Regions from separate parts of the Zea mays genome. Here all the other regions are linked to region 2. Evidence: chromatin contacts called from public Hi-C data. All regions are on one chromosome and are shown on one strand. Each heading gives the region's core, a stretch centred on a gene start, on an enhancer-like site or on the middle of the called end of the contact. The rest is flanking DNA. Distances are from core to core; before and after follow the strand shown.

What was found. A called contact is a pair of places that touch in the nucleus more often than the background predicts.
Region 1: a Hi-C map of leaf shows a contact between it and region 2, with 8 times the contacts expected there. The contact joins the promoter of LOC100273952 here to the promoter of LOC606450 in region 2. A contact is called at or near these places in 4 of 25 Hi-C or Micro-C datasets (ear, endosperm and leaf).
Region 3: a contact with region 2 is called in a Hi-C map of ear, with 1.6 times the contacts expected there. The contact joins the promoter of LOC100382232 here to the promoter of LOC606450 in region 2. A contact is called at or near these places in 4 of 25 Hi-C or Micro-C datasets (bundle sheath, ear, endosperm and 1 more).

What each region holds. Positions count from the first base shown.
Region 1 is chr6:169,030,845-169,033,544 of Zm-B73-REFERENCE-NAM-5.0, reverse strand. LOC100273952 (xylem bark cysteine peptidase 3) reads right to left here and starts at 1,342. Exons shown (of 6, transcript NM_001148341.1): 1 at 709-1,342. The coding sequence starts at 1,183.
Region 2 is chr6:169,202,921-169,205,620 of Zm-B73-REFERENCE-NAM-5.0, reverse strand. LOC606450 (thioredoxin h1 protein) reads right to left here and starts at 1,278. Exons shown (of 3, transcript NM_001112318.1): 1 at 1,150-1,278. The coding sequence starts at 1,278.
Region 3 is chr6:169,013,112-169,015,811 of Zm-B73-REFERENCE-NAM-5.0, reverse strand. LOC100382232 reads right to left here and starts at 1,450. Exons shown (of 14, transcript NM_001174987.1): 1 at 1,236-1,450; 2 at 629-736; 3 at 30-222. The coding sequence starts at 1,341.

The sequences.
Region 1 (2,700 bases), core at 93-2,592, 170 kb after region 2:
TACACAGAAACAAACATGTAGCTGACATCTCATTGAACGCAATACAGAATCTCACATGGACTGTGAAACTATTTTTGATTCATATGTGACTTTTGATGTCTGACTTATCTAGTTGTCACCAGATCATTTAAATGACCCAATCTAAAGAACAGGTGGTAGTCATTTACTAACTTTGTTATAGCAAAACTCAGTGTCGTTTGGATTGGATCTAGATCTAGTGCCTGGAAAGAGCTAAAAAGCTTCAAATGACTGAGATCATACAGTTTGAAACTTCTAGTCAGTACAACAGCGAATGTTCATGTAAACAAAACATTAATAGGATAGGATGAGAAACACCATAGGTGTAATTTAGTCCATAGAAAATGAAGTGAGCTATTGTTGTCGATTGATAAATCCTCCATGTTTCGGCGCACCTGGTGAAATCGTAAGTTCCAAAATGGGCTTGAATTCCTCAGCCTCGGTTCCCTTTACTGTTAGGCTTAATCCACGAGTCGAATCTACTCCTTATACGAACGGTCAAGTGGATATTAACCCACTACTGTGTACCTCGTTCACTCGTTCAGATGTGCTAACCATAGAGTTGTCAACAGGGTCCCTAACAATGAATCTGAACACTACACTGGAGTGGACTCTGATGTGGGAGACAGATGGGTTTTGCAAATTTCAACCTAAGCAAAACATAGAGCAGATCGAGTAAGGGACGCTCACCGCAGCTGCCTTGGTCCTTGACCTTGGTGACGGCCCCGCTCTTCCTCCAGTCCAGCGCATCAGGCACCGCGGCACCGCCGCCGAGGCCCCAGTACACGGGCGCGGCGCGGCTCCGGAGCGCCGCCCCCGGCGCGATGCGGCCGAGGCGCGCGGCGCGGAACTCCTCGTGCGTGAGGTCCGCGAAGGCGTTGAGCGCGAGCGTGTAGGACGGGGGCGCGGCGCCGCCGCCGCCGCCGCCAGCGGCGTTGGCGCCTGCACGGGCGTTGTGCGCGGCGACGAAGGCGGCGTTGTCCGCGAACACGGCCAGCCGCGCGGCGCGCTCCTCGGGCGTGGCGTAGGCCTTCCCGTGCTCCGCGCACCAGGCGTCGAACTGCGCCTCGATTGCCGGCGGGTCCCCGCCGGCGCTAGCGGTGGCTGCCGCCACGGCCAAGGCGGCGAGCGTCAGGAGGAGGAGGTGGTGGTGGACGGAGGGCATTTTTGGTGATTCCACCCACCACGGAACGGCACTCCGTGCCTACGAGTGTGAGCCCGGAGGCACGAGGCGGAGTTTTAGGTAGGGTTTGGATTGGGCGTGTATGGATCGCAGCCGTACGCCGGGATAGCGCAGAAATGTGGAGAAGAGAAGCGAAGATGGCGACGACTACACGAGCGCGCTGGGAGAGCAAGGCAGGCGGGGCGGCCTATTGGATGGAGGCGATGAACGAGCCACAAGGAAAGCGACGGACGACTCACTCGAGGTCGGGGGCAGCGAGCAGATTGGTCCAGGTGTGTGATACACGTGGGAAGAATAGGGCGGGTAGGTTGGGGAACCGCCTCTGCGTGCTGCGGCCGGCTTCAGGCCACGCTGCGTCCGCGCGACGCAGTAGTTTTTGGGAAAATATCCTATACAACCACTTATCCTGGTACTATCAAGCGATCCGGTGCATTCGATATATATCTAATGATGACTGTTATTTTATATTTACCCCTTCCACCTAAAACATAGTACCTATTTTACTTTTAACCTCTTTCATATGAAACCGTTGGATCTAGATTGGATGCTCTGGATAGTTTGATTGCACGCTTGTACCAAAATGAGTGATTGCACATGATATGTCCTCGTAGTTTCGTCGGTGAGAAAATTTTGAATAGACCTCCGCGAGCGGCTCATTCGTTATGAGGAACAAGGGCAGTCGGCTAGTTTCATAGTTGAATAGATTGTCACGTTATTATTTTACTGAAAAATATGGATAAATCTTCTAGTGCTAGTTTAGAAACCCCAATTTCCTAAAGAAAATGAACTAATTTTCTTTGAAAAAATAAAAATTTATTGAAAAAATGTGGTTCCTATACTAGGCCCTACAGTTATATTCTCCTTCCGGTGGGATCTGTTGTGACTGTCTTCTTCCCAGAATCTACGGTACTCCGGACACTTCTCTATTTTCATATATAATAACTAGGTGAGTGCCCGTGCGTTGCAACGGGAAAATATAATACTATGATAACTTATATATATAATGTGTGCTACATTGTTATAAGAAAATGTTTTATAATCTATACACAAAGATGAGATTTCTGCAAATAATACCATGCCACATCACTAAAATATGAATGGCTCACTTATCCCTCATAACAGTAGCCTTGTCTCTGATTTAAGTTTAGGCACATTACAAATACTCAAACCGCTCAGCAAGTCCTTTTGCCGCTTCTTCAGAACACCAGATGTTATGGCATCCTACTTCTCTCCTACCTCATCACTGGAATTCTCAAGCCAATCTAGTATAGGCTTACTGTAATCAGTGGCAGAATAATGTCTTGTATCATTGTAGAACGTATCATGAGATAGAAAATGGAGATTTAAAAATTATGCATAGTTCTTCAAAAACAAATATCCAGAAAAGTATTCAATTATAAAAAGGAAAAGCATACCACAATAATATAATACCCAGAATGACCGTGTTGTCCAGCCAGCTCCATCATCTTAACAGGCAAACAATAAATGTTATCCCTTAG
Region 2 (2,700 bases), core at 29-2,528:
CATGATGTTAAAGAACTAACATTTTTTATCCTTGCTTTTCCACCTCCTCCTAGCTACCGGACAGTGGAGAGTTTCAACTGTCTTGTTTTTTTACTTCTCAAACTGCATTTAGTATATCTCGTATGTGACATGTACTCATTAAGGCTAAAACAACTCGTATCAATTGATAAGGAGTCCGATTCCAAGACATACCGGGTCACGCCTTATGTATCTCGTATATATGATTAGGACTCATGAATATACAAGCTAAAAAAGAACTCGCGTCTGTAGAGTCCGAATCTGTTCTAATATATATTGGGTTCTATTGCAACGCACGAGCATGTTTCCCAATAAAACAAATGATTTTTAGTTAAAAAGAACGAATCACTAGGCTGAAACTGAAGGGGTGTTTGGTTCCCAAGTTTAGTTTGTATCACATCAAATGTTTAAATATCAATTATGAGTATTAAAAATAGACATAATTAGGTTTAGTAAGTTTGTCTCGCCTTTTAATCTTCATATGTGTAATTAGTTTTGTAATTATACTATATTTAATACTGTATTCCCATAATTATCATTCAAACATTTGATTTGACAGGTAAACTTTAGTTGGGTGGAACCAAACACCCCCTGTGACCAACCTTCAATGCAGCGCTACACACATTTTATCACGACTGGATTCCACAAAGGATGTTACATTTTTCAAATCTGCTGCTAAACTCCTAGATATCAGTTGTGATCATATTTCACCTACCGGCAGAATTCTGAAGTCTCGAGATAAACATAAACCCTTTCAATAATTATAAAAATTCCCTAACGCACCAACAAAAGGGGGCGCTTCCCATTTCCCAAATCATGCCAACTAACCGGAAATCCCAATTCGACTTGATTAAAAACAGACTCAAGGCACTCAGCGTCAAGCCCACAAGTATTCCAAAGTGCAAACGAAAACATATTATATACCAGGTAATATCAATCATACCAAACGGTTCGAAATTCTACAAATCGGCACAGACCAATACAATCCATACAGGCAAACCAACACACCATCTATCCGGCAGATTCTAAGATGAGCGTAGGCATGGACTGATCTCTCCAAATTTCTCGCACGTGAGCACCGTACCCTTTGAGCACCAGATACGTTGCCAATACAAGGACAGAGAAACAAACCAGCTTCTTGGCGCTGTTGGCCTCCTCGATCTGGATGCTCCACTCCTCCAGGCTGTGGATCGCGATCACCGTCCCCTCTGTCGGCGTCACCGGTGTTGCCGCCGCCGCTGCCGCCTCCGAAGCCGCCATCTACGTCTCCCGCGCGCACGCTACCGCTAGGTGAGGAACTGAGGACTGAGGGGGAGCGGAGTAGCGGACACACTGGACGCGGACACGGAACACGGATCTGACTTTCTCTCTCCTCCCCGAGACGCGCTCCGGTAGATATTTGCCGTTCGAGGGGAATCGAATTTATCCCATGGGACCACATTACGAATATGCCCTAGCGCCCACGGAAAATTACGATCAGGGGCTCCGGCGCAGCGAGTCTGAACCTGCCCAACTGGCAACGGCCCTGTTCCCATAGTCTCATGCTCAAAATAATAAAATAAAAAATATTTATCGTCCCCTATTCAGTAGCCTAATTGTAATTTTATATTAAAAAAATGATTTTCGTTTGCTGCTGAATTTGATGTCCGTCGGATGGGTATCAAATAAAATTTTAAAAACAAAATCACTAAAAACAAAGGAGAAGACCAAACTGCCCCATATCTTTTAACTCCGGTCCCTGGCTCGTCCGGCCCATTAGACTCACACGCACGTGCCTCTGAATGACGGAGTGAACTTTAGCCGGAAAAAATCAAATATTTCTAAGGAACAATTGGATCTATACCATTAAAAGATCCAAACTTTAGATATATACCATGGACCCCACGTGTCATTGACTCATGTGGACCCACATGTAAGTGAGATAGTAATGGTATGGATCCAAAGTGGTGATCTTTTAATGGTATGGATCTAAATTTCCCTATTTCTAAATGCGATTGGATTCTGGAAAATATTTAGCGATATTTAGATCTCTAAATAAATTTGTTAAAAATAGTATTATAAATATTAATAATTTCTTATATATAGCCAAAGTTTAAAAATTAAATTAGAACGACGCTTAGGACATGTTTAAGAGTAGTGAATTGAAGAGGCTAAACTCTTCTTACTATTTAAAACTAAATAGTAAAAAAATTAGTTGTTTCAATTCCCTTCTGTCAAACAATCCTTGGAGGGACAGGAGAGTGCATGGTTTATGATTTGCAACAATTTTTTGCTTTTATTTTTCTCCAGCATACTTATATGTTTTTCCAATTTGTTAAGCTTTTTTTTACTTTTGTTTTTCTCTATCTTACGTAATTATGTGTGTCAGGGACCATAATTAGGGGTATCCTCAAGACTCATAATTCTCAGCTGGTAACCTCCATCAGCATGAAGCTGCAAAGGCCTGATGGGTGCGATTAAGTCAGGGATCAGTCCATTCGAGCGACTCGATCATGCCTCGCCCGAGCCTAGCCTCGGACAGGGGCAGCCGACCCCGGAGGATTTCCGTCTCGCCCGAGGCCCCCCTCCAACGGCGGACACATCTCCGGCTCGCCCGAGGCCCTGCCTTCGCTAAGAAGCAACCCTGACTAAATCGCCACACCGACCGACCGAATCGCAGGAGCATTTAACGCAAAGGTGGCC
Region 3 (2,700 bases), core at 201-2,700, 190 kb after region 2:
TTTTAGCCAAACACAGAGAGCAAACCGACCTGTAAGGAGTGTCGCCACCAAATTTCTTCTGGTTGAGATAACCAGACATAAGTTTGATGTAAGCACCACCGCATTCAATATCTTGCTCAATCTTTAGAGAGTACTGGATCACCAATGTCCGGTCCTTGTTACTAAATTGTGGGAATTTTGCTGATATAGCAAAATGTTTGGCATCCCCAGTTGTTTGTATACCTGAAAAGATGATTCCATAATGCAAATAATCATACGACGTATGAAATAAACCATGGAAAATAAGGTTATATATTTTGTGGCTTTAAAAGTTGAACATGATTGATATAGTATGCACAAATCGTGGAATGTTTCTCTTGTTTTCTAACATAAAATGTTTATGATAAAAACAGGGGCCACATGGAATGCAGCCTGAGCTCTTTGATTGAAGTTTCAGAAAATGCTCAAGTTTAGTGGATGTATTAACATGGATAGATTCAAGGCATATCTGGTTGGAAACTGGGTATCAAAATAGCCACTGTCACTATCAAATACAGTTTTTTTTGGTAAAACACAACAAACAAGTAAAGGGTAGGGCTATATGCCCCCCTTACTGCACATAAGATAGCACTCATGAATAAACCATCACCTTTATCGTCAGGGTCTCCAGAGTAGGTTCCCGCTGTGTGTCGGAAGGTTCCAGCTTGTCCTTGGCTCTTCTTCCAATCAGATTTCACCCAGCGGCTATCCCACCCATCTGAATGTTACCAAGTTGCGTAATTTCATGAATCACAAATAAAACAATACACCTAGGAAAACAAGAAACTTGAGCAGACATCAGCTACTGATAACTTCATGGACAGCACAAGACATCAGATCGATAGGACATCGGACTGTAAGCCAACTACAAATAAGTTCTTCGACTCCTGGAGGCAGGACCATTGGAGGCTTGGAGCATTTCAGAAGGCACAACTAGCAGTAGCAATATCTCTGGAATAATTCACTTCTTTGAGAAGCTAAACCACGTGAATAGTGAACAGCTCACTCAAACAACAAACTGAAATTCTGAATCTGTCAGTGTAAGCAGCAAATCAGTAACTCGTCACAGTGATACCAAGCTAAACTAAACCAGCGAATAGCAAAAAAAAAAATGATCCAACACAATCACAGAATCATCCGAATCCTTATAGCATCCAGTTAGACGCGCTACCTAGCTAAATCGGGGGGAAAACCAACAGAGTCACGCGTGGTCGTACCATCGAACCGTTCCTCGAAGAAGATTTCGCCGGAGGCGAGAAGGAGCAGCGACGAGAGGACAAGCGCGCGGTGGAGGAAGGCTCGCCCGTCACGGAGGCGGCCCATCGCCTCGCCCTCAGGCCTCAGTACCCGCCGGCCGCCGCTCGCTCACCCGAGCCGAGCCCCCGTACGGCGACTCGGCGACGAGCTTTTCCTACCACTACTCCACTGCCACTCTCGGTGGGCAACTGGGAACCGCAAAGGGAATATTTGTAAAGAGAGCGGATCGGTGAAGGGGCTCAGGTGCGGTGGCTATTCACGACGATGCCACTCCGTCCCGTGCCTTATCGCCAACGGGGATGGCATTCTCGTGGTTGTTACGAAAGCGCGGGTCAGCTTGGGAGAGAGTAGGGAGGTCACTCGCTGCCTCGCTGGTGATGGTGAAGGCCGGCCGGTCGGGTCTTCCGTGGCGGACAGCGACGCGACGCGACGCGCGATGACGTTGACTTTGTCAAAGTCTATGGTGGACCTGGACTCCCATGGGCCACAGCGGCTCGGCCCGATCGAGCTGTGGTCTGTGGAGACCTGAGCCAGAGACCTGGGCCTACTACTACTACTGAAGCACGACGTTAACTACTCGCTGTCTGCTCAGCGTCACGGATCCCCGCACCAACGAATCGCCGCTCGCCGGAGCTGCGGCGAGCCGGCGACAGCCACTAGGCGTTCGCCATGTCATCAGAACGACGTGTAGGGTGTAGCCTGTGCTGTGCATGTCATGCTCCACGGGGGAAGAAACTTTTTGGTCGTCTTAGCTTCCAGTGTCTGTCTATCACTGTCAGATTCTCACGTCCAAGTATCCAGCGCGTGAAGACCATTTTGTCGCGAAATGATACGGACGTAAGGTAACCGAAGCATATACAATGCCCGGTAAAAAATATATTTCTAGCTGTCGCTAAAACCCATTCAAAAAATCCCAGAATAGAGAGCTAACATAGTGACATCTACTAAAATAAATAATTTGACACTAAGGCACCCAACAGAAATAACAAGAGTCTATAAGAAGCAACTAAAGAGAACTAAGTCTTATCGGGCCTCGGACACTCTAAGTATTGGTTTGGAGTGGATCTATGGACCAGAAAAATCACTTGCAAGAGGTATTCTTTATGGATTTCCTCTAATTTTTTTGTCACCAAACTAGCCCTAAAGTATCAAGACCCCTACCCCTACTCCCCTAGTGCCCCCAAACGTTCTAGACTGAGATGATCTAAGTCTTTGAGACTCCTTGTGTCTTGAGGCACTGATGACTGATGATCAAGTCCAAACCTCTAGGACCCATCATACTCTAAGATGTTCTAAAGAGTAATTAATGTGGCTAAAGTGTAATTATGTCTCAAAATCGAAGTATACGCTTGGACCCACCAAGGGCAGTATGGCTCTGAGGTTAGGGCCCCACATGTAAAAAACCCTCACGATAAGCCCATAGTG